Linked DNA regions of Cricetulus griseus: region 2 is linked to region 1. The links are chromatin contacts, called in public Hi-C maps. All regions are on one chromosome and are shown on one strand. The core of a region is the stretch at or near the end of the contact, and the rest is flanking DNA. Distances in the headings are between cores, read along the strand shown.

Evidence for each region. Hi-C and Micro-C count contacts between places; a contact is called where the count stands out from the background.
Region 2: a contact with region 1 is called in a Hi-C map of the CHO-K1 cell line, with 6 times the contacts expected there. The contact joins the enhancer-like site here to the promoter of Pds5b in region 1. A contact is called at or near these places in 4 of 8 Hi-C or Micro-C datasets (the CHL-YN cell line, the CHO-K1 cell line and liver).

Annotation. Positions count from the first base shown.
Region 1 is chr4:86,464,959-86,472,493 of CriGri-PICRH-1.0, reverse strand. Pds5b (sister chromatid cohesion protein PDS5 homolog B) reads right to left here and starts at 4,754. Exons shown (of 35, transcript XM_035443193.1): 1 at 4,614-4,754.
Region 2 is chr4:87,127,540-87,135,074 of CriGri-PICRH-1.0, reverse strand. No RefSeq gene overlaps it. Among named protein-coding and RNA genes, the nearest start is that of Rfc3, 100 kb to the left of the region's middle. Within about 2 kb of position 3,459, at least 4 of the 6 cell types and tissues checked have open chromatin away from gene starts, as enhancers often do. A contact at or near this core is called in the CHO-K1 cell line, where this site is marked.

The sequences.
Region 1 (7,535 bases), core at 3,505-6,004:
CTCCCCTAGCAATCACTAATTAAGAAAATGCCTTACAGGGAGCACAAAGCTCCCTCCTTTCAGATACTTCTAGCTTGTATGTCAACTTGATATAAGACTAGCTAGCACATGACACTTCAAATTGGCAACAACAAAAAAAAGTTTAATAAATTCGAATGATGTCTAGCCCCTTGCTGACTAGTATTACTCAACTATAGTATGCACGTCAATAAAATACTCTTTATTTTTTAACTGAGCGGTGGTGGTACATGCCTTTAAACCCATCGCTCAGGAGACAGAGGCAGGCAGAGAAATCTCTGTGAGTTTGAGGCCAGCCTGGAGTGAGAAAGGGAGAGACAGGGGGAGAGAGAGGGAGAGAAAAGAAGAGGGGGAGAGAGAAGAAAAAGAGAGATAACTCACAGTGGGTTACTTTTCCAAAGGAACTATAATTTTTATTTTCAGTTTTCTGTACCACTACAAGGATTTGGTTTTTCTTTATATGTACAGCTTTTTAGCTTAAAATACCCAATTCTTTTTTATTGCATTTCCTTTATTGTGCATGTACACATACGTACATGTGGAGATCAGAGGACAACCTGGCAGAGTTGGTTCTTCCTACGTGGGTCCCAGAGTTGTCAAGCTTGTATACAAGTGCCTTTACCTACTGAGCCATCTCACCAGCACCACCCTCCACCCCCAACCAGTCTCAAGTCTGAAGACTAACTAAAACTTCCTGAAAGAATCTCAGTAAGAGGCATACTTCGTAATACAGACTTTTCCTTTAAAATCCCTTCACATTTCCTAACATCATCTCTACAACAAAATAAGAGGGGAAGAAAAGACACACTTTACACTACTGCCTACAACTCTCCTTTCCTTTCAGGGCCCTAACCATTGTCACAAGACAGCCGTGGGACTGTGACATCTCATGGTCATTATATCACAGTCCCTAGTCTTGGCCTATTTCACTCTTGTACGGGAACAGCAACCTCACTCTTCAGCAGCAGCAGGGGGGCTACTCTGCTCAGCTTTCATCATTTAGGTCTAGGTCCCTAACCATTATTCCCTACTGCTACAGATCAGGTAGCATTCTGTTTGCTTCAGCATCCCTGTTCACAGCCTTCGCTCCGAAACAAGGTGCAGTAGAGCACAAGAGGACTTTAGATGCCTTGAAATGTCATCCTGCTCCGCTCGGTTTGTCCTCCACTTTTTCAGTTTGACAGCTGCTTGCTATTCCTGTGTAATCATTAAAGTGCAATAACTATTACAGATATTTTTAAATGTCTCACATTGATGGCTTGAAAGCATTAACTTTTTATGCACTGAGCTTCATCATCTTAATTTTCTCATGGCACACAACAATCTGTGCCAGTAAAAACTAACTCTCAATGCTGCAAGCTTATTAATTTTGAACTAATTAGTGAAAAAGGGTTGTAAAGTATTTTTCAAGTACTGAGGGAAACGGTGACAATCAGGTGGCTCATGAAAGCGGAATGAGAAAAAAGGGCTAGCTCTCCAAGGTCTCAGGACTGAAAAGCACTTGGTGGCTTCTCCGTGGGTAAACCTAGAAACAGGAGAGCGTGCTGGCTCACACCTGTAACCCTAGCCCTCAGGAGGCTGAGGTGGGAGAATTGACTGCTGAATTTGAGGACAGCCTGGGCTATAGAGTGAGACAAACCAAAAAACCAAAGGCTAACATTCTTGGGGAATTTTTAAACTAATTATTTTTGGAATCTTTAACAATGCCAAGCAGGAATACACGAAAGAAATAAATGTGTTGTAAATGGCAGTAACAAATGACTTGTGTCGTAAACTGAGTTTATTATATAAATATCTATGCTCAAGTATACTGTATATATAATATATGAATATCTATATACAGATACTCATATACAGTCACAAAACCAGCTCAATGTTAACTTTTCCACATCACTTTGGCTTACAAGTTTAAAAACTGTTATTCACATAAACAAATAAATGAACAGACAGGTAAATAAATGTCAAACAGTATCAAACAATGAAAGAGGAAGCAGCTCCAGGACACAGAGGCTACAAGACAGCTATCATCTGAGAGCAGCTAGGTGGACTGAATCATGGACTCAGTTGTTGAAGCCAGGGTCTACAACTGACAGTTGACTTTGAAGCTGCACCTCCATGGCGGAAAGAGTGGAAAGTAAGAGCAGGATGGAGACTAGTGTTATAGTCCAATGACTTCAGTTCCAATAAGTCCCAAAAAAGCAACAGACACCAGGGAACTAACTTTTCAGCTTCCAAAGCTCTAAGAGTGCTCACTCCCCACTTGGTATGACCGTGATCCTGCTAACTTCAGGTACATTTTAATCTGAACCCAACTTCTCATCCATAAAAGGGTTGACAACTATTCTCAAGTTCCTCTGTAATTCTCTAACACCTACAAAGGAAACAAATCTCCACTTTTGCAGTGTTAGATAGGGTATGTCACCTAAGAATCTGTAAGCCATCAGAGTGAGCTCTCCTCTTAATGCTAAGCAAATGTGACCCAAGAAGTATCATGCTGGGAGCCAAAGGACAATGTCAAAATGTCCCAAAAGGATTAAGGAAAAACACAGCCCCTGAATTATTCCCTCCCTCCTCAAAGTTTCAGAATCCCACCAATCCTCTGTTCACCTGGGCAAGACCTGTCTAAAATAAGGAAGGGGGCACTTTTCCTAGACTTAGCAAATTACTGGCAAAGCCTAGTCCTCAGAATATTGTTCTGCTAAACAAAGCTACAGAACTTCAGTATAAACTTAAAAATTAAAACTACTAGAACCCTAGTGCAAACAACCTGCGTACACACCATCATCACACACTCTCCTCTCACACTGAGGAGATAGGGAGAGGGGACCAAAGCCAGGGGATAAAGGCACTGGAAGCATTAACAAAAGCTGCAGTGAAAGCAAAGTTAATGATGAATCTTCATTAAAGCTACAGCCAAAAAGACAAAAGGAAGCAAGCAAAAAGACTAGCATTACCTTCTCATCAGGGACACTTCCAACAGAACCCAGTTAAGGGGAAAACATCTGGCCATAAGGGGAAAAGTTACTACTTTCGCAGTAAACTTTAAAGCACAGTTTTTTTTTCTATATACTTGTAAATTCACATCCTATGCAAATACCGAGTTCAAAGAAATAACGTTTTGTTTCAAGATGTGTTTTATGAGCTGGGTGTGGTGGTGTAATCCCAGCACATCAAGCCAGGAGGACTGCCAGTTCCAGGTTAGTCTGGAGATACTACCCTCCACCCCACCCCTGAAAAGACTCATATTTAAGTTTTGAGAATAAATTTATCGTATTAATCTCATCATGTGCCATGTAACTTTTACCTCCAAGTTCACCGCTGGAAATCCAGTTCGGTTTTATGCTGTCACCATGAGGAGGAAGATTAACTGTCCCACACTGACCTGCCATACCACACAAGTATTCATTTTACTGTCCCCCAAACACTAACATCTGACATGACTACTGCACAGCACATGAGATGAAGCCCGAGTTTGTGCTATTTTACTTGACTTCTACAAGAGTTAACACAAAAAAATATCCCCTCCTGGAACTCTTACCTTCGTGCGTTGAGAACAATGCTTATACTGCCATTCACGATTTCAGTCACTATGATTTAGCTACAGCCCACCTCCTGCAGCTAAATTACACGTGGCTTTTTAAAGGCTATTAGGGAGGTATGTATAAAGGGCTCCCCAACTCTCTCCGGGCCCCAGACCAACCTTCAAAATGAAACACTACATTCAACGCTTCCACAAGTATTCAACAGAGAGACCGCTCCTTGGAGCCAGTACTGCCACCCACCCGTTCCTAACACAAGTATCAGATGAGCGTTCTTTCGAGATCAAAAAAGGGGGTGGGAGGACTGTTAACTCTAGTCGGGTTCTTGAGGATGGAGCGGACGGATCACTCCTGTTTCAAACCTCTCCGGAGCTCACACCGGAATAGCATGCAGCTCTGAAGAGCAGGTGCTGAATTTCGGGGTGCAGAGTCAGCCCTGCAAACACCTGTCGGCTGCACGGTACATGCCTGCTACTACGTGCTAACAGCAGTCTTTAACGTACGGAGCAAAAACCGAAACAAAACAAAAAGCAGACCCACAGCCACAGCCGCCGTCGCCGCCGCCTGGGCTTCTCCCGGACCGCAAACTTTTCAAGTGTCAGTGGAATAACGGTGCAGAGGCGGGCGAGCCCGCACCGCTCGCCCTCCGCACCGCCGTGGGGCTGCACCCGTGCTCACCCGGGGAGTCGCTCGGCCGGCTCACAGACAGTTCCCCCGACTCCCGAGCAGCGCGGCGAGCGCGCCTCCCCTCGCGCCCGGCCCTCGGGTAGCCGGAAGGGGGAAGCCGCGCGGGGGGCTTCTCTTCGGGAGGCGGGGAGGGGGAGGGGCGCGGCGGCGGCGGCGGCGGCCCCCGCAGAGGTCACTCCCGGCCGGCGCGAGCGGCGGCCCGAGGCCTCCCCGCCCCCCGGCCCCGGCCCCCGCGGCCCCCGAGGACACCGGGACACGCGAGGCTCGGCGGGCGGCGGCTCCACGCGCGCACGCCCCGCTGGAAAATGGAGCGTGGAGCGCCGAGGCAAGGAAGAGGCGCTCCCTTTCCGTTACCCGAATCGCTCCTACCTCCGGCTGCCCGGATCCTACACTCCCCGCGCTCCGCCGCTCTCCGGGATCCGCCGCCCTCGCCGCCGCCGCCGCCGCCGCCGCCGCCGCCGCATCCAATCGCCTCCTCCCCCCCTCCCCTTCCGCAGCCAGTCCAGGCCGTTCCTCCTCCTCTCCGCTTCAAAATGGCGCCAAGAGCTGCTCCGCGGCTGCTCCAATCGAACCGCGGCGGACGGCGCCCGGGGGGCAGGCAGAGCTGCGCGCGGGTCCCCAGCGCCCCCTGCCGGCCACACGGCTTCGTGACCAGGCGCGCGCGCATGCGCCCCTTAGCCCGAGCCCTGGGCTCCGCCTCCCGCCAGGCGGCGCGCACGCGCAGGCTCCGCCCTGCCCGCGCGGGCGCCGCTGTCTCCCTGGCAGCAGCGAGATGGACAGCTGTCAGTGCGTTCTCAAGATTGACACAGCCTCCCAAGCTTTGGCGGGAAATGTGTAGATTGCTGTAGGCCGCTGGCTTTTGGGTTTTTTCTTTCCTGTTTTTCCTTTTTTTTTGGGGGGGGGAGGGAGGGATTCGAGACAGGGTTTCTCTATAGTTTGAATCCTGACCTGGAACTAGATCTGTAGAGCATGCTGGCCTCGAACTCATAGATCCGCCTGCCTCTGCCTCCTGAGTGCTGGATTAAAGGAGTGTGTCATCACCGTCCGACTTTTCTGTCCGTTTTTTGACAGGGTCTCACTATGAAGCCCTGTGTTCACCAGGCTGGCCTTCAACTCACTATGTAGACCAGGCTGGCCTGGAGTTCAGAGATCTACCTGCCTCTGCCTCCCTAGTATTGGCATATGTCTTATGTTCAGCTCTCCCCTTCCTCCCACCCTACCCCGGGGGAAGGGAGTGTACTTTGTTTTATTTGAGAACAGGGTCTCACTATGCAGCACTGACTAACCTGGAATCACTATGTAAGTCATGCTGGCTTCAATCCTGCCGCTACCGCCCGAGTGCTGGGGTTAAAGGTATTGTGCCACCACTCCTGGCTGTTTTTGTTTATGTTTTTGTTGTTATTTAAACAGGGTCTCACTATGTAGCTCTGGCTGGTCTGGAACTCGCAGAGACCCACCAGCCTCTGCCACCCAAATGCTGGAATTAAAGTTGCGTACCACCTTGTGTGATGTCTTAAACCCGGGATTCAGCCCGGCTGTGTAAAATGAAAGGAGCATTGATGTCTCCTTGCTTCCTCAGGAGGTGGCTGACCTAGGGACCCATTGTTGAACCTGTAACAAAACATCCCACCGCTCACAGAATTCCCCATCCGGAAAATGAGATTTGTCCTCCCTTGCCACTTCTGGCCTCCCTGTTGCAGCTGTGGACTGGGTGAGCTAGGATGGATGTTTCTCTTCACCCCAGGGCCCTCCCTGAGCTGACTAACTGCTCTCTTTTTGCCCTTTGGTAGGGTCCATCCCTGCAGTGAGCAGGATCTCCCTGCTATCAAGTGTCTGGCACTAACTGTTTCAGAGGGTTCGTTTCAACCGTGAACAAACAAAAGGTGAATTAGTAGCTTATGCTGGGATATGTATCGTTCCAAACAAAAGATAGGCAGTGCAGGGTTACAAGCCAAGCTTATTGTGCTAGGAAAGAAAAGCTGTAAAGCCTGGCAGGCCAAGCACCTTCAGATACTCACACCTCAGACACTCACACCTACTCATTTCCTCTTGCAGCCAGTTCCTGGGACAGCTCTGCTTGTCTTCGCCATCCACTATTTTGGTAGCCAGAACTACCCATTTTACCCATCCACTAAGCCTTAGGAAGTTTCCTATACAACTTTAAAGTTCCCCCGAAATATCTTAAAAAAAAAAAAAAGCTCTGGCTCTTTCACTGATCGAGGTGCCACACACCTTTATCTCAGCGCTTGGGAGACAGGGGCATGTTCAAGGCCAACCTGGTGTGGTCTACACAGTGAGTTCCAGACAGTCAGAGCTACATAATGGGACCCTGTCTCAAAGAAAGAAAGAAAGAAAGAAAGAAAGAAAGAAAGAAAGAAAGGAAGGAAGGAAGGAAGGAAGGAAGGAAGGAAGGAAGGAAGGAAGGAAGAAATGCCCAGCTCTTTGTTATTTTCTTTTTCCTCTCAATTCTGAACCCCACTAAAGACACAAACCAAGTAAGTTTCTTAGGAGAAACAGAGTGAAAGCAAACATGTTGGGGCTACTCACTGCCATGATCTCTCTTGTTTAATGTATGACAGGCCCTTAGCATGTAATGAGTGTTCAGTAAATAGTTCTGTTGGGGGTGAGCTTGGTTAAGAATGTTATTTTTTCATCTTATATGTGGACAGGGTAGGGCTTGAGATTTTTCAAGTTGTCATAATTTGCCGAGGTGCTGCCAGTTTTACCATGCATTAATCAATTTTCAACACTGCACCAAAATACTTGATAAGGAAAGATGATTTATTTTGGTTCATGGACTGAGAGGTTTCTATCTATGGTTGGCTGCCCAAAAGCAGCCAAAGAGACCTAGCTCTGAAGACAGTTTATATTGCCAGGGCCTGGCCCCTGTGACTTTTAACTCAGATGATAGTTCCCATCCTAGTTTCCACCAGTTCCCAATAGTGCCATCAAATGAGTCCAGACTGGAGGTCAGAACAGTGTCAGAGCCCCTGGAACTGGAGTTATAGGAAGCTGGAAGCCACCATGTGAGTGGTGGGAACTAAGCCCAGGTCCACTGAAAGAGCTGCAAGTGCTCTTTTTTTAAATATTCATTTGTTTATTATGTATACAACACTGTTCTGCCTGCATGCATGCTTGCACACACCAGATCTCATTACAGATGTTTGTGAGCCACCATGTGGTTGCTGGGAATTGAACTCAGGACCTCTGGGAAAGCAGCCAGTGCTCTTAACCCCTGAGCCATCTTTCCAGCCCTGCAAGTGCTTTTAACCTCTGAGCCATCTCTCCATC
Region 2 (7,535 bases), core at 2,210-4,709, 660 kb before region 1:
CAAATAAATAAATCTTTTAAAAATGTTTTTGGAAACATGATCCTCCTGAGTGCTTAGATTACAGGTGTGCTCTACCACACCTAGGAACTTCAGTTTGAAGAAAGTTTAATAAAGAAGTCCTAACCATTGTGTCAAGTATCCTAGGAATTTCAGTTTGAAGAAAGTTTAATGAAGAAGTCCTAATCATTGTGTCAAATATCATCAAACAGTATTGAAAGTAAATTTCAATATCATTTCATATGATGCCTTGTAGGTGGATTTTTCCTCCTTGCCAAATAACTGACTCAATATTAATTATAAATGTTCAGCTGATAGCTCAGGCTTACTACTAACTAGCTCTCACACCTTAAATTAACCCATTTCTATTCATCAATACATTGCCATGTGGCTCCGGCTTTACCTGTCCTCCAGCATGCCTGACTCCCTCTGTGTTTCCTGGCGACTCCACGGACTTCACCTTTCTTTCTCCCAGCATTCTAATTTTGGCTGTCCAGCCTATACTTCCTGCCTGGCTACTGGCCAGTCAGTTCTTCATTAACCAATGAGAGTAACATATATTCATAGTGTACAGAAGGTTTATTCCACAGCAATACCTACTGAAAAAAAAAACTGTCTAGGATAAATGGCAATGTTGATAGTCATAATAAAAAATTTAACCAACAAATATAATAAAGCTCTCAAAATACAGCAAAGTAATATTATTAGTGAAAATTACCACTTTCACTGCAAGGTGGGTTTAAAATGAAGAGCAGAATGTGTTTTTCTTCCATTAGTGTAAATGGTTGTTGACAATTACTTGAACAAAAGGTAAACCCTATGCTCTCCCCTGTTACCTCCCTCTGTCTCTTTAGAGACTCATTCAGGTCAGAGGGAGGGAGGGAAGGAAGGAGAGAGGGACCCCAGAACTCCACATTTTTCATATTTAATGGGTAAAACAATGGGTTTAGAATAGCCTATCTTAATTTTTTAATGTATAGGTGTTTTACCTGTATGTATACCTGTGTACAACGTGCATGCCTGGTGCCATTGGATGCCACAAGAGTCATTGTATTGGATCCTCTGAAACTGGAGTTACAGACAGTTGTGAGGTGCCATGTGGGTGCTGGGAACTGAACCCAGGTCCTCTGCAACAGCAGCCAAAGCTGCTGTTGCAGCTTGAGTCATCTCTCTAGACCCTTCTAATGGAGGTCCTACTGAGTCATTACAAAGATACTATTTCAGTTGTCTTCAGTTAGATGCATTAACTTGTAAATAAAGGGAACATGGTCTTTATTTACTTTATTTATTTACTTTATTTATTCACACTTACTTGGGTAAACAGCCTAAACAAACCACTTTTAGAAATCACATCAGTATGAACACAGCAAACCTATGTAGGGATATCTATATTTCCATTGGGATCAAAGTGAAAAGTTACAGAGAGCAGGGCATTTTATTGATAGATTAGGGTCAAATGCCATTGTCAAACTAGGAATGCAAAGGCTTCAGCAAGCTTGCTCTCTACAAACTAAAGCCGTGTGTTCATTTTAGATTGCATAGTAGGTGTAAGGGCCAATGACTCGGTGAAACAAGGAATTACCAGTTAGAAAATGAGAGGTTTTTTTTTTTTTTAAATTACCTTCTGGAGGGTAAAAATTAAAATGTGTCCATTGAAATGATTTTGTCCTTTCTGAGCTTTCAATAATTTTCAAGAAACAGAGAAGAAAAAAATGACATCATCATAATTGAAATATGTAGTATGCCTGGTATTACAGCACCCTCTATCACAGAGTATAATTATATGAACTAGTTTTCCTAATATGAGCATGTATTTACAAACTTCATGGTTTTAGTGCTTAGTTCACTTCCATGGCACCAGGTGGAAAGGCTACTACTAATTAGTCAGGTTTCAGTGTCAATATAGCAATACCAGCAAGAGTGCTCTCAACAAAGCCATCCTGAACTCTAAATTATTTTAATGTGTGCCTTACCCACCCAGCTCTTCTTCCACGTTGACTCTCCCAGTTATAAACTATAGTGAACAGGCTTCTTAAAAGCCTTCTAAATTTGAATGCTTCTGCAAGTAGGAAAACCACTGCTGGACCAAAAACGCCTAGTGACAAGTGACAGTGACAAATGTCCCCTTCTAAGGGACATTTCACTGATTTGCACTGTGTGTCTTCATATACAGTATTGAAAACAATAGCTAAGAATGCTTCAGGTCTAAAAAAATCTGGATTTTTCAAACATGAATTCTTAAAGAGAAATGGCATGTTGATTTTCTAACTTTGGGGTGTTGTGCCCAAGTCACAAGGATCCCCCAAGGAGACCAGGGTGACAGACCACCGATGCAAATGCATCAGGTTTATTAAATTGTTTATCCTACACCTCGGGAGGGACCCTGTCTAGCAAGCTAACATAGCAGCCTCCAGAGGGGGTGAAGTTCTCTGTCTATTGCTAGGTTTTAAAGACAAAAGTAACAGGATTCCATCAGGAGTGATGGGTTGATTTCTGATTGGTTGACATTTGGGGAACAATCAAGAAATTTCTCAAAGTCATATTTTGGCATGAAATACCTGTGTACCAGGTATTCTCATTGGTCAGTGCGGAGAGGGAACATTCTGTGGTTTCTATGGCTTTGTCTTGTTACTTTCAGGTGGCCTGTTGTTCATAGATACTAATAGTTTTCAGAACTGTATCCTGGACACTATAGGGGAGGTATCGGTCTCCCCTGGAGTTTCTTTTGTGGCCAAACAGTTCCCAGGAACCAAGTACCTACGAGGTTGGGGGAGCGGGGAGGAGGGTCTGGAGTTTCTTCGTGTTTAGTTTTGGCCCTAGGCTCCAGGAGGCCAAAGGATCTAGAGTTTCCTTGTGTCAGAGGCCTACTTGTCTTTTCTGTAGCCTGTCATGGCTGCTAAAGCAGGCAGCTGAGTGAGGGTCTGGTCCCTTTATTTTTAAATTATTATAAGTGAAGCCTTTGAGTTTAGTTTTCCCCTTTCAGGGGAATTTTATTTAAAGGAGATAAGCCATGCAAATATAGTGTATACTCCACATTTCTGAGCTAAACCTGGTGAGACTGTCTTGTTTTAAAACATCTATTAATTTTTCTAATTTTCAATCCCCAATGTTGCTCGTTTTCGCAACACCCACTTGGAAGGAAGCAAAAGCTTTTTACAGCACAGGCTAATGAAGGTACGAAATAGAGTCATCTCTGTAAAACGAAAAATGGAGGACCTCGGTCCACTCAGAGTGAACCGAAGAACACAGGCTGCGGCCCGGAAATGAGGAACCAGAGAGCAGAACAAAAGGAAACGGGAACTGTGTTCCTGGGGCTTGAAATCACGGGAAAAAGCCGACTTCCTGCCGCCTGAGGACCGTTCCACATCGGGACTCCAACTGTTTCCGTTCGGAGTAACCGCAAAACCCTTCCCGCGCGGGAACTCGTCAGGGGCGGAGTCTGAGGTCCCGCCCTTCTGGCGGAGTGCGTAAAGCCTACCCGGGGCCGCGGCGTCTCTGGAAGGTTCGGAGGGGAGGAAGCGAGCCCCTCCGCCGCAGGAGGAACACGCGACGCCAGATGGCGCTGCCGCACCGAGAGCCAGAGCCTGGGCCTCAAGGGAGATGGGAAGAGGCGCCACCGGAAGTGCGCATTCCCGTCCCGGATATTAAGCCTTCTGGCATGTTCCCGCGCGAGGGCGGGGCTAAACCGGAACCGGACTGCCAGCGCCAGGCCTCGGCGCGGAAGAGCAAGGCGGTGCACCCTCGCAAGCTCGGACTTCCGACGCGCGCGCCGCGTCTCTTGGCGGGAGCGCGAGGGGCGGGGCGTCCGCCGCGCTTGCGCACTAGAAGGGCGTTGGTGCGGAAGGCCCGTGGTTGTTTCTCCATCTTTGATCGCTGACTCGCCCCGTCGGGCGGAAATGGAAGTGGTGTCGGAGTAGGTTTTTGTTGGTTTGTTTTGCTGCTTCCCACCCATGGGGGTTGATTTCTGGCTGTAAGTTCCGCTTCTGGAAACCTCTGCAAAGTTAGCGGTGTACGAGGCGGCCCCGTGCTGAGTTCCTCCCGTGCCAGCCGCGGGCCTGTCGCCCCCGTCTCATCTCCCACTCGCATAGGCGCCTCCTGGCAGCCGCGGGCGTCGTCCAAGGCCCCGGAGAAGCACTTGTCTCGGCCCTTGAAAGCACGATTCGGGTTTTACTTTCTGTTTTCGCCAGGGTGTCGGTGGCGTGGCTTTGCACACAACAGTTGGTTAAGGAAAAGCCGCCAAAGGCCAGCCCCGCCCCTTCCCCACGTCGGCAGTGTCCGTCCGGTGACAACTTCACCAGAGTGCCTGGGCTTTTGTTTTGGTTTTGGATGTATCTTGAGGATAATGCGGAAAGTAAAAGCCGCGTGACTCAGTGTCCACCTTTTATCTCAGGCTAAGGGACAGTTCCCCAAAGCGCCCGGTTTTCTCATAAATCTGTTTTCAGCCTTTGGTAAACAACGTTTAGGAATTTCAGAGATCCATGCTCTCAGTGGCTTAGTAAAAACAACGTTCTTTACTTTTTTAAAAAATGCACTTTATTTTGCTCGTATTTCCAACCCCACCTCTTTGCCGCCTTCATCCCCAGCCCCTCTACAAAGTCAAAACAAACACAAAAATAATAAAGCAACGCGCATGTACATGCACACACACACACACATACACACAGAATTTTGTGTTGGCCACCCGCTTCTGTACATGGAGACTGTCCTAGAGTATGGTTGACATACCCCGTGACACTCCACTGGAGAAAATTGATTTCGCCTTTCCTGTCAGCTACCTACTGTAAATATCTATTGGTTAGGGGTGGGACTTGTGTTCTCTAACCCCTTCTCTGTATTGGGATTTTTTTCCTGTTTGAACCTGTTGTAAGTGGAAACTCCTGAAAAGAAGCTGTGTGGTAGGCACTGATTGATTAGAATTTAAGTACTGTGGCGAAGTTGGGATGGTGCAGGTCCAGAGCACTACCTTGGCCAAGTTTTAGCCCCCACTCATGCTCCCACTAACCTAAAAGCTAAGGAAGTCATCAGAAAGCATATGGGGCCTGTGGGAAGGTCTGCCCCATCTTGCTGAAATCACTTCTATAATAGTCACACCAATGTATTTTAAGTCTGTCTTGATTTATGACTTTCTTTGTTTTTCGAAACTATGAAACTTCTACGTAGGAACATGGAATTTGGGGTCACCTAAGTGTGTTCCCGGGGCATGGTCACTCAAAATGGCTCCAAAATAAACTCTTGTCCCCTTTAAGGTGAGCGCTATGGTTTTTGCTTTGGCACTGTAGGCCATGTGTGTGCTGTCACAGCCTCTGTGAGTTCATATATGTATCAGCCCTGGTGTGTCCAGATGATGCTATTTAAGAAATATTCAAAACTGAGTAAATAGAGTAGAAGGTAGAAAAACAGACACGGGTGTGGAGTCAGGAATGGGTAAAATCAAATGCTCTGCTGTAGGCAAGAAAGCCTCATCTTGTGTGTCCTTCCCTTCTCCCACTCCATCCCTCTCCTTCCCTTCCCTTCTTATCTGTGAGTCAAAGAGGAAGCACCCAAGGAGTATCTGCCTAGCCTAGCTCACTATTGCCATTTGTGTAGTGTCCTGTTACAAGTTTCTGTAAGGACCAAGGAGCATTGTAGGTCATTCAGAAGAGGTCAGAAATAGGAAAAGTTGGGAGAGTATGCCCAAGGAGAGAAAAGGAAAGCTAAACTAGAAGATTTTAGAAAGCATGAAGTGGAGAGTGGACCTAAGCCTGTGATCTGAAGAAAGATTGATGTGACTACATGGCGGTGGTCTCCTGGGACCCATGAGAGTTCCAGCTTCTGTGCTTCACATTTTTATTCAGGAAACCTTGACCAGGCTTCCATTTAATGCTAGACATTGACATTAAAATACTAGAATGAAAAGCATTAGGGCAGTGTCTTGCCTCAAATTAACTTGTTCATTTTATTCAAAACTATCCCAAGCTTTTCTGCAACAATTTTGCCATCTATAGTATCCATGCATCAGGCTTGGTGTTTGTCCTCTTGCTGATACTTATTTCACGCTGAAATACATTTTGCAACCTAAAATGAAATTTTCTGTCATAGAACAAAATGAAATTTGTTTAACCCAGAGCAAAACTTAATAGGAAGAAGTGTCAAGATAGTATCTTCATGGGCAATTACATTATTGACAAACCAGAGCCACATAACGTGCAGTTACACTTAGAAGACAAAAATAGAGCAAAAGGGAGTGGAAATCTGTGGTGTTAGCAATTAGTCACACTATTACAGGATATTACAGCTACTGATGTGGATTGGCAGCCATCAAATACCAGGAGAAAAGAGACTTCTGTTTTTAATTTTTATTGTATGTGTACAGGCGTTTTGCCTGCATATGTAAGTGTGTGTGTGTGTTTACCACATATGTGCCTGATACCCATGGAGGCCAGAGGAGGGCACCAGATCCCTTAGAACTGGAGTTAGAGATGTTCATGAGCTGCCATGTGTGTGCTGGGAATTGAACCTGCATCCTCTGCAAGAGCAACAAGTGCTCTTAACCACCGAGCCATCTCTCCTGCACCTTTAAAAAAGGAAGCAGGCTGCTTTTCAGTTGACTATCCATTGAAAGAACTACCTGCCAGGTTTTCATTTTTTTATACCCTGATTGCCCCAGTTCAGATAAGAGTTAAAGCTCCTTAGGCACCAGGTCTTGGCCTCAGCTTTGATCACCTCAACCCCAGCGTCCACTCCATTCCTCACATACCAAGGAGGTGGGTCAGAGTGAATGTGGCCTGAGTAATTGACACCATTCTCAGATCCATAGGACAGTCCTGATAAGAGGGTATATTTCAAAATCAAAACCCAACTCTCCTTACTTGGTAGTTGGTAGTTTGTCCTTATTTTCATAATTCATAGAATAAATAAATACAGCTTAGAACAAGGTAGTTTTTCATACTTATTAGCCAGAAGTGGTCCAAATGGCATTGTCTCACTGGCATTCCTGAACCTGGCTTTGGAAATATGTGACACCATGCTAGGAAGTAATCACAACAGTTAATCATCACATTGTTGTATCTGTCAGCAGCATTGTGTTGGGCACTGAGCTATCCATTCTTTATGGCACTGAAGTTCAGCAATCATTTGTATTGGATCTGTTGACACACACACCTTAAGGATGAAATATCAAATCTAGAGTCATCAGATGATCTTATTGTAGGTCTCATGAGGCCCTAGCTGGGCTTTCAAGTCTCCCATGTTTCTTAAAGGGTTGTATTCCAGTAATTTAAGTATAGATTTTTCTGGCAGTTATCTTGCCTTTCATAGTGTGCTTACATGGAATGATGAAAACAAATGTGCCTTTTACTTCTCTGAATGGGGTTATTGTAGAGAAATACGAAGAAGTCATAAATAAGAGTGCAAAGTCCCCTTTGTCCCCAAAGCACAAACAGTCACACTCACTCCAGCTCTTCTGATAAGAGAAAGAATATGGCTTCTTATGTTCAAAGTAAAAACCGGCCTTGGTGCATCTGGGGTATCCCCCATTCTGGAGCCTTTATGGCATCTCT